Regions from separate parts of the Gasterosteus aculeatus genome. Here region 1 is linked to region 2. The links are chromatin contacts, called in public Hi-C maps. All regions are on one chromosome and are shown on one strand. Each heading gives the region's core, a stretch centred on a gene start, on an enhancer-like site or on the middle of the called end of the contact. The rest is flanking DNA. Distances are from core to core; before and after follow the strand shown.

Region 1 (4,606 bases), core at 85-2,584, 340 kb after region 2:
TCGGCCACTCAAGCTAGCTGAAATTACAAAAACACCCTCAACCAGGCAATATTTCTCATCTTATCTATCCAAATGTCAGCCTCTTGCTTATTAGCTATCATCACGCCGCTGCCAATCAAGGAGGAAGAGATGAGAGGTTCCTTCACAGTCTGCTTACCTCTTACTTAGATTATTTCATCCTCATTTATTTTTTCAATGCAACATGGCTTAATTATTCTCATTATATGTATTCTCTGCAGTTGTGCAAGGTTAAAACCATTTTCATACTGACATTGATGCTGGTTGAACCTGCATTGGTGGTCCATCTGAATGTTATGAAGTTATCTTTGTTTGCAGTTCAGTGGCATGTGATTAATCCAAATTTGCTATTTATTATGTTCTAATCATTTTGTTATCCAGCATTGCGGTTTGACAGTACCTTAAATCAAAAATAACTCCATTCTAAGATCTCTAATGTTGACAACCTCTGGAAAGAAACTGAGCTGAGCAGCATGGGACATTAAATGTTAACTGCGTTATAAGCATACAAAATCCAGTACCTCCATGATCATTGACCAGACATCAGCAAGAGGTCTAATATCTGCCGCTATGTCTTCAAGCTTCAATCATTGATCATCTATCATTTGTTGGGACTTATATAATTGTAGCCTTGGCAATAGTTAGCTTAAAATGAAAAGCCTGCTAATGTTCGCAGAATGTCCTGTATATTACTCTTTGCTAATAAAATATGTTATTTGTCTTCACGCGTGCCTGTATGCTTTACAGTAACAAAAATATTTGGCACAATAAGTGTACATTCATTTTTTTTCTATAGTGTGAAAATAAAAAACACAACTGTTGCACAAAAAGTATGTTGTAACGTCCATGTTAAATGAAGAAATTGGATAACGATTGTCACAAATTCATTCTTCAGATCTTGAAGTTTAACGGATGGCTAGTCAAAGTAAATAATTATGAGTGTGACCGATGTCAACTAGCTTGATGTGTAATTTATTTCTGGTTCTCGCTACATAGACTATTGTATATACGTGGTGATAGTTATAATATCAAGGTAGCGATCAATGCTAATGACGCTAGCGTGCTGTCCAGGCTAGTGCATAGTCAGTGTTTAGCAAGTTTATTCATCAGCCGAGTAGCTGGCTATAGGAAGGAGATTGATAGCTTGTATGTTCATGATAACCTTATCAAGAGACGTCTGATCACTTTTGTATTCATTTACTATTTACCTTTTACTTTTATTCATTTTTCTGTGCAATTACTTGACAGTTTGCAACTGGTTTTAATTCTATATTTCGCTTTTATACTATACAGTACATAGGCCTTGTGTGATGCTATTCATATGTAAGAATATATAAGTCTATGGACTGTTAAGTCCCATTAATGGGAAAAATAAAAATATACTGTATATATACATAATCAAGTTGTTGCCTCTAATAGCTTTGTCACTTTTTTTGTGGATAAAGCTTCGTCTACATTGTATTGCCCAAACCTCACCAAATTGTGAGAAAAGTTTTTTGCTACTATTACAGGTGAGATCTGTCCCAGCTGTATTGGATAACGATTGTCTCTGTTTCCATGTGTTCTTCCCTCCTCTCACAGGGAGATGGTACATCCGCGAGGGCTGGCTTACGGTGGTTCCTCCTAAAGGGGCGGACACGACGCCCAGGATGTTCTTCCTGTTCTCCGACATGCTGCTGCAGGCCAAGTTGCAGCTCACCAGCAGAGACAAGTTTGCAGGCCAGCACGCCTACCCCCTGCAGGGCTGCAGCGTGGAGAAGGTGTTTGGCCACACCAGGAGCCAGGGAGGTCTGCTCAGTGTGAGTGTCAGGCCGGTGGTGGTCATGTAACTAAGTTAAGGGGTCAGAGATTTTAGATGAGGTGGGAAGAATATTTTTAAGCATTTTCTTTAATATATTTTCCAAGTGAGGGTAGGATAGGTTTACATTTAAGAGAGCCTTGTTTGGTAGGGTTGGGTACTGAAAATCTGAGCCATACATAATACATTTTTCACATGGTGTCTTGAAGTGGTTTAAACACCAAAAAGTAAAAAAAAGTGTTTAAAAAGTGTTAAAAACATTGGGGAAAGTTGAACATACGCTGAGTGTTGGTTTGGTAACAGGTTGGGAGGCATCTGATCGTTGATTGATTTGACTACACACACAAGTGAGTCCTTAGCATTATTTAATTTTCACTTCCAATAAATGTTGCTCTGATTTGTCTTACTTGCTGTTGTATAATCTTCCTTGAAGAGGTTTTTGGATTAAAATGTATTTTGGCTATGATTTCTCTTTAATCACTTCAAACCCTTGTCCAAGTATTCCAGAAGTTGAACTCGTCTCTCCTCTCGGTCTGATCCGTCTAACCAGGTCTCGGCACAGATGCCGACTGACAAATTGTGTCCAAATTAAGTAGCTGCCGTCATGAAACATTCAAAGGAATGAGTTGCGGCATTGAGTGAGGAACGGAAGTGTTTAATACAATGCTGCATGGTATCAATATTAATGTAGGCAGAAGGAGCTGTTGTTGTTCTGCACAGAGGTGTGAGGAGTCCTGTCCCCCTCGCCGTGACGTTTCACAGCACCAACAGTTTACGCTACTGACACAAGTGAAACATTAGAATTCATGTTTTCTCAATGATTTTCTTATTGTTATGTACAACCTCCAAAAGAGGAATGCAGCACATTTAAGAAGCTGTAACCAGTACCAGCGGTAACAAGTTTTATGTTTTTAGCTGTTGGTGAAAGGTAGAATCATTTCAAACATTTTGCACTACTCGGCAGTATTTTAATTAAAATTAATAACAACCCCTTTTTCTAAAAAAAAACTAGGATTTGCATTCAATGTGTATTTGATTGAAGACTTTTTCTGATTTATATCAAATGAGTAATTGATACGTAAACTTTTAGTAGTGCATACACATGTTCGTTAGCCTCAAAAGTGTTATAATTTGGTTGAATTAAGACCTGTGATGAGACAATAGGATTCTGGACCATTCATTAGTCCAGAGAAATAAACAAAAGATGTGGGACTCGTTGTCATGAGCCGCTGCCGTTGCTTGCGAGAATTAAAGGTTCTTCAAGGGACTAATGATTAGGTGATTATTCTCTGTACGTGCGTGCATGCGCGCTGCCTGTACCAGAATCTTTAAGTAGCTGGATCAGATTAGACTGCATATCAGTCTCTTCCGGCCCTCCAGTAAATACATCTTCCTCAGGGCCTGTCGCTGAGCCGCCTCGCGTTATCTAATGGAAGAAATGGCATTTCATTAGCCTCTTATCCCGCCGAGGCTCAAATGCATACTCGATAGCGTTACACATAATTTCTCATAAGGACACATTATTGATCCCGGGCCCCTTCCTGAGCTCAAGGAAAAGGGCTGTCAGCACTCCGGGGCCCTCCTCGTCCAGGGCCATGAAGAATTAAAGGCAAATTTAATTTGACAGCTGTAAATGCCATGGCAATCTATATGCAAAGTCTGAAGGGGGGGACGATACCTTTTTGTTAAAAGGGGGGGACGATACCTTTTTGTTAAAAGGGGGGGACGATACCTTTTTGTTAAAAGGGGGGGACGATACCTTTTTCTTGGTCACACATGTTTGTCGACGGCTAGCTTTTATTTGACATAACTTACATTTTTTTCCTCCTCATCCTTTGTCTCCTGTCCCTCCATCTGCCGACCTTCCTTATTCTCTCGTCCCTCTCCCTCCCCCTCTCCATCTACATGCTTCCTCCCCCTAATATCCTCCTTGCTGCTTGAATATTTTCTCACATCCTTGACACATTCCCTTTGATGTATAAATAATCAAGCTAAATTCTGTGTGCCGATGAGGCTCCGTGCTCCTCCGTCTCTTATTATAAAAAGTCATTTTTACTTAAGAGGGTCAGATTGGACAATGGCAAATCCATAATTACTGCATCGGAATAGAAGTGGATTCTATTTGTGCTTACATCAACCGCCGTCCCCCAAGTGGCGAGGGCCTTATATTGTACGCCACTCAGTTCGGCCCCAGTCGCTGAACTATGAAATTAGATATTACTTGATGATGGTACGTCATCTTTTTCTTTAGTAAGTTCTGTCCAAATACGCATGGGAATAATCAATATGTCACCTGTCAACAAGCTTGCTTCCTTTGTAGAGATTGCAGGTAAATGTGAGGGGTCATTTAATATTCTGCAGGCCTCATTTCTATCCCATGTAATGGCTCCCGCTGTGTAATTATGTCGCCGTAAAAGCCCCTTTTGTCTGGGATTGAACAAATCCTTTTGGTATGTTAGACTAGAACATTCTGAAGCTGGCTCGAGCCACGCAAATGAGTGCCTTATTGATTACTGCTCACTCAAAGGAAGTCACTCTGTCCCACACTCTGACCCTGTCACTCTGTGAAGGAGTCCTGAGAACAGGTCAGTTGTTCCTGTTAATGTGACATCTCCCTTGTTTCTTTCAGTGTTTTGAGTGTGTTGGAGGCCTTTGAGGATCCCCAGGGGGTTCTGCTGTATGATGAGATTTTTGCTTGCTTTGGCCTGCCCTCTACTGTTTTTACAATGTAACTGCAGTATCATGGCTACATACTAAGATACATACAGATGCTGAGGAATCGGTTTGTAT
Region 2 (4,413 bases), core at 612-3,111:
AATGAGGCACAGGCTCCTAAGGCCGACCGAGCCGCAGTGGTAGGGAGAACCCCCCTTTCCTCTTCCCGCTAAAAAAACAATCCTAAGTGGCATAACTTTGCGCCATTCTCTTTTCTGCAAGGATCAAAGACACACGTGGAAGATGCACGTGTACATTATTTGGCAGTGTGAACATAGATGAGGCAACGGGTTTTGAAAAACTATTTAAGGTGGTTTCACGAAAAATTCTATCACTAGGTTGACAAAAATATGTTCAAAGTTGGCAAAGAAAGATCTGCAAAAATCCCAGCTCTGGTGAACCTGGATGTGGTTCCACCTCATGTGTCTCGTGACAAAACACACGGGACATGGGGGTTTGAGCCTGCTGCTCACCCAGGACCTACTCTACATTCTCAATGCTTGGTGCAACGTTTTTTTAAGGATTACTCTGTATTCTCAAACCAAACAGTACAAAACACATTATTTAAATTATCCAGACTTTACTAGATACTCGGATATGTAATGACTTTCCACCGTAATGTTAACATGGTCTAAAGGCAAGATTTGAATATGTGAAGACAAAGAACTATTTGAGGTCTCTATCTTTGAGTTCTGAACCCCATTGAAAAAAAGGTAAGGAGTTTTAAGAACTTGCACTGCACTGGCATCTAGTGGAAGCTCTGGGATGCCACGGATGATTTCTCACTGAAGAAGAATCCCAATCATTATGATGATGTCACAGCTATTCCCTTGTGACCTAACCCTTGTGTCAAAGCTCTATTATAAAGTTTTCAAAGGGTATATCTATAGGCAGCTGATGTAGCTGTAAAATAATGATGTCAGTCTTAAGGTGAAGTAATGATTCCTGACTTGTCAAGTTTCACTCCGAGTTGGTTTTGGGCCTCTGCTCTGAAAAAAGTAGCCAATATCTCTGTAACTACTTTGTCTATTTGGAGGATTTCTTTTCTATAGGATAAACGGGAACCCTTGTGAGATGGCACACAGATTCTTTTTTAAATTTCTAGAATCCACCTGAAAAAAAATCACTTACAGGGTCTCCATAACTAAAAACCACGGAGAAACCAGGCTATAAACCCATCTAAGTCTGGGTCACAACCCAGTTTGTGGACAGTATCTGTGGAAAGTTTTACTTTGATGGAGTGAAGCAGATCAAATAGAGAGGCCTTTAGGACAGAGAGTTTAGCCGAGGTTAACCATTTGTCCCATTTGAATTTTCTCCTGTACCAAACTATCATTTCACAACAACAACAAAAAGTAATACAAACTGTAAAAACCTAACCAAACATATACATTATTTACCCAGGGGAAAATGACAAACGTAAAAAATGATAATTGAAAGGTGAAGATGCTATTTCGTTGGCTGATGTTGTTAGCATGTTGCTTCGATTGATGGTGGACGGAATGTGCAGTTTGGCAGTGATTTTTTATGAGAAATATTAGGATTTGTTTTCATACACTTAATTATTGCTTGAGTTGTGTTTGGAGCATATACAAACAGCTTTGATATCATTGTAGCCCAGGCTCTGATGTTTCCAGAAATATGTGGCATTATTCTATTACGTTTTTTTCTTGATGGTATATTGTAGAACTATTGGGTTTGATCCACTTCCGGATCCACAGCGGACCTTCGGGGGTAAGAGGTTTGGGCTTTGTGCCTCTTTTTGCAGTGCACTGTTAAATGCCTGCTGATGGACCAAACACCAAAAATAGTTTCTGAGTGTCACACTTTCCCATTAAGGCTTTTGTTCTTCACAATGGCTAAATAAACAAGGCTTCTGACCAAATGTTCAATACCGTAGTGTCTATAAACTGCGAGCACCATATCTCTGGATTTTTCACTCACGCTTTTGCTGTGAGGCGGCTTTCCGATTGTGTTGTACATGTTCCGTTGGTAAATTAGCTGCACAGGAACACGAGCTGTTTTTTTTGTGCCTTATTGTGGAGGGAGTCCTCTTCCGGAATCCCCCCCCCCGCAGCCCTGTGCCGTCGCAGACAAAAAGAGAAGGTTGATAGGACCTTGGACTAGCAGTGGCTCTTGCTGTAAATATCAATCTGCCCGTGAATAAATAGTATCGCGTCCATTGACATGTCGGCCAGGAACCCTGGGACAACGCTTGGTAGGTAACGATATCAGCTGAAAAATAGAACTTACTTCTGCCCCCGCTATAACGTCGGGTCACTTCCTGTGCACATATGGATATCAGACGTCAGCGTCACATTTGCTGTACGACCGTTTGCCATTTGCCATCGTTATTGATGCAGTATGCGCTTTGTTAAAACATTGTAAAATATACATCACATGGCCCCGTTTTATTGCAATGCGCTTTGTTTTAAAATAATCGTTTAGTACTCTAGCTAGGCTAACCTTCCCGTAGCCTTGACTTCAGTTTAATAAGTAACATTACGTTAACTTTATCTTGGAAGTAAGCTGACCTGACAACACAAACACGATCACACACACACGATAACGCGCACGCGCTGTAACTAGAAACACACGGTAACAGACACACTAACAGACACACGGTAACAGACACACGGTAACAGACACACGGTAACATACACACTAACAGACCCACTGTAACAGACCCACTGTAACACACTAACATACACACTAACAGACCCACTGTAACAGACACACAGTAACATACACACTGTAACAGACACACGGACGTTTCACATTTCACTTAACCTTACTGAATTCAATCTAACTGTAACGTTGGTGTATATTAAGGCAAAATATAGTGAAATATAATAGTAAATGATTGACGTGAGTGCAGTTAGACCATGTAGCTTAATAATGTCATATGACAGCCCTGCTCAGCTGACTGCTGTTCTTCTTTTAGCGGCTTGATGACATGTTGCAGTTTTCTTCTGATGCTGTTTCAGTTCCATCATAATCTTAGTTGCATTTTCTTTCAAAGACCCCCTTGTTGGTGGGTGACACACTTGATGGAAAGTGATGGAAGGGACACCTAATCCATACAGAGAGTTGCCTTCCCCAGAATTGTGTCACAACATTGGTACCATTTGAGCGGTTGTGCTCCCAGTAAAATGAGTTTAAAAACAGTGCACTTGGACCAAGCGGACAGAACCCAACCACTCCAAATACACGCTGTGAATTACGTCATTTAGCCTTGTGCTAAGTAAGGCTAAACACACAGTGGGGTTGTGTCTATATTGGATGAACATAGATACTAACAAATTTTATTATCTTACCACAGTTCCCATAAAACAAAGGGCGTGAAGTCACATTTTGATTAATTCAGCCATGTCAGACCGAACAGTTTTTAAAAATCTTTTCTTTCTCTTAATTACATCAAAACTGGTGATGCATTAAACAACATTGTTTTTTTCATGTTCAATTTTGTTTGACCATCACTGAATTGGGAGCATATTCTAATAATTTGCCATACTTCTTGGTCTAAATTCATTTTTAAGAATAATACTTTATTGCTGCTTGTCTTGGATGTTTAGGTACATGTGTAAATGCCAGTTTGAGAGGTACTGTATGTTGGTAAGATGAATTAAAATGTAGTCCAGTGCAAAATCAGCAGTAAAGCATTTCAGTCTTTATGGATCGTGGTAAAAAAAGTACAGAACATTTTGCGCAGAACTTTAAACACACATTTCAAAATGTATTTGTTTTTCCTTCATTCTTCGCTCATGGACGTCAGACCTGGAGTGGATATCCAAAGTGAGGGTTAACACACACGCCGTACTGAAGAGAGCCCAGCATGTACAAGCACAGAAGATCCCAAAGAAACAGTGGCAGGTAGAGCTCCTCGTTCACCTGCATCCAATGTGTGCCACACCTATTGGGGCACGATAAATAAATAAATGCACCATGTTGCTGTGTGTATACATCTATATACATATTATATATCATTCTTCTCTATTCTGAATCACAAAACTGCATTATGTGTGGTATGTAACTCTGTATCTGACAGCAGAGACACTTGTTGGGTTTGACCCGTACCGTGTTTCTGGCCTGCAGGCCGCATGGCTGCTGAAGGCCGTCACTTGCATCGACCTGACAACTCTCGCTGGAGACGACACGCCATCCAACGTCCACCGGCTGTGCCTGAAAGCCATCCAGCCGGTCCGACATGACCTGCTTCGGGCGGTGGACATGCACGACAAAGGTCTGCTGCTATACACGTGAGATCGGAGTAGATGTTGTGATGAGCTGTTTTAGTTTTGCTGTGTCTTGAGGAACTGGCTTTAACTATTGTGTAATCCTTCTATATTGCTTCAGCAACACAGAGAACTCTTATACAAACACACCTGCACACAAAAAAACATAAACCACAACTGCATTTTTCATTGAACTACTAGACCAAGTACAGGTAGAATATAAATATCTATGAAATAAAAAACTAGCTCAAAAACACACTGTATAGTTTATACAAAAGT

The links. A called contact is a pair of places that touch in the nucleus more often than the background predicts.
Region 1: a Hi-C map of skeletal muscle shows a contact between it and region 2, with 13 times the contacts expected there. The contact joins the enhancer-like site here to the promoter of dera in region 2. A contact is called at or near these places in 4 of 6 Hi-C or Micro-C datasets (skeletal muscle, tail fin and whole body).

Annotation. Positions count from the first base shown.
Region 1 is chr4:23,537,112-23,541,717 of fGasAcu3.hap1.1, forward strand. It overlaps arhgef39 (Rho guanine nucleotide exchange factor (GEF) 39), which reads left to right. Exons shown (of 12, transcript XM_078101410.1): 8 at 1,600-1,817. Among protein-coding and RNA genes, the nearest start is that of braf, 13 kb to the right of the region's middle. Within about 2 kb of position 1,335, at least 4 of the 9 cell types and tissues checked have open chromatin away from gene starts, as enhancers often do.
Region 2 is chr4:23,195,960-23,200,372 of fGasAcu3.hap1.1, forward strand. dera (deoxyribose-phosphate aldolase (putative)) reads left to right here and starts at 1,862. Exons shown (of 9, transcript XM_040174493.2): 1 at 1,862-2,117; 2 at 3,675-3,772; 3 at 3,995-4,142. The coding sequence starts at 2,087.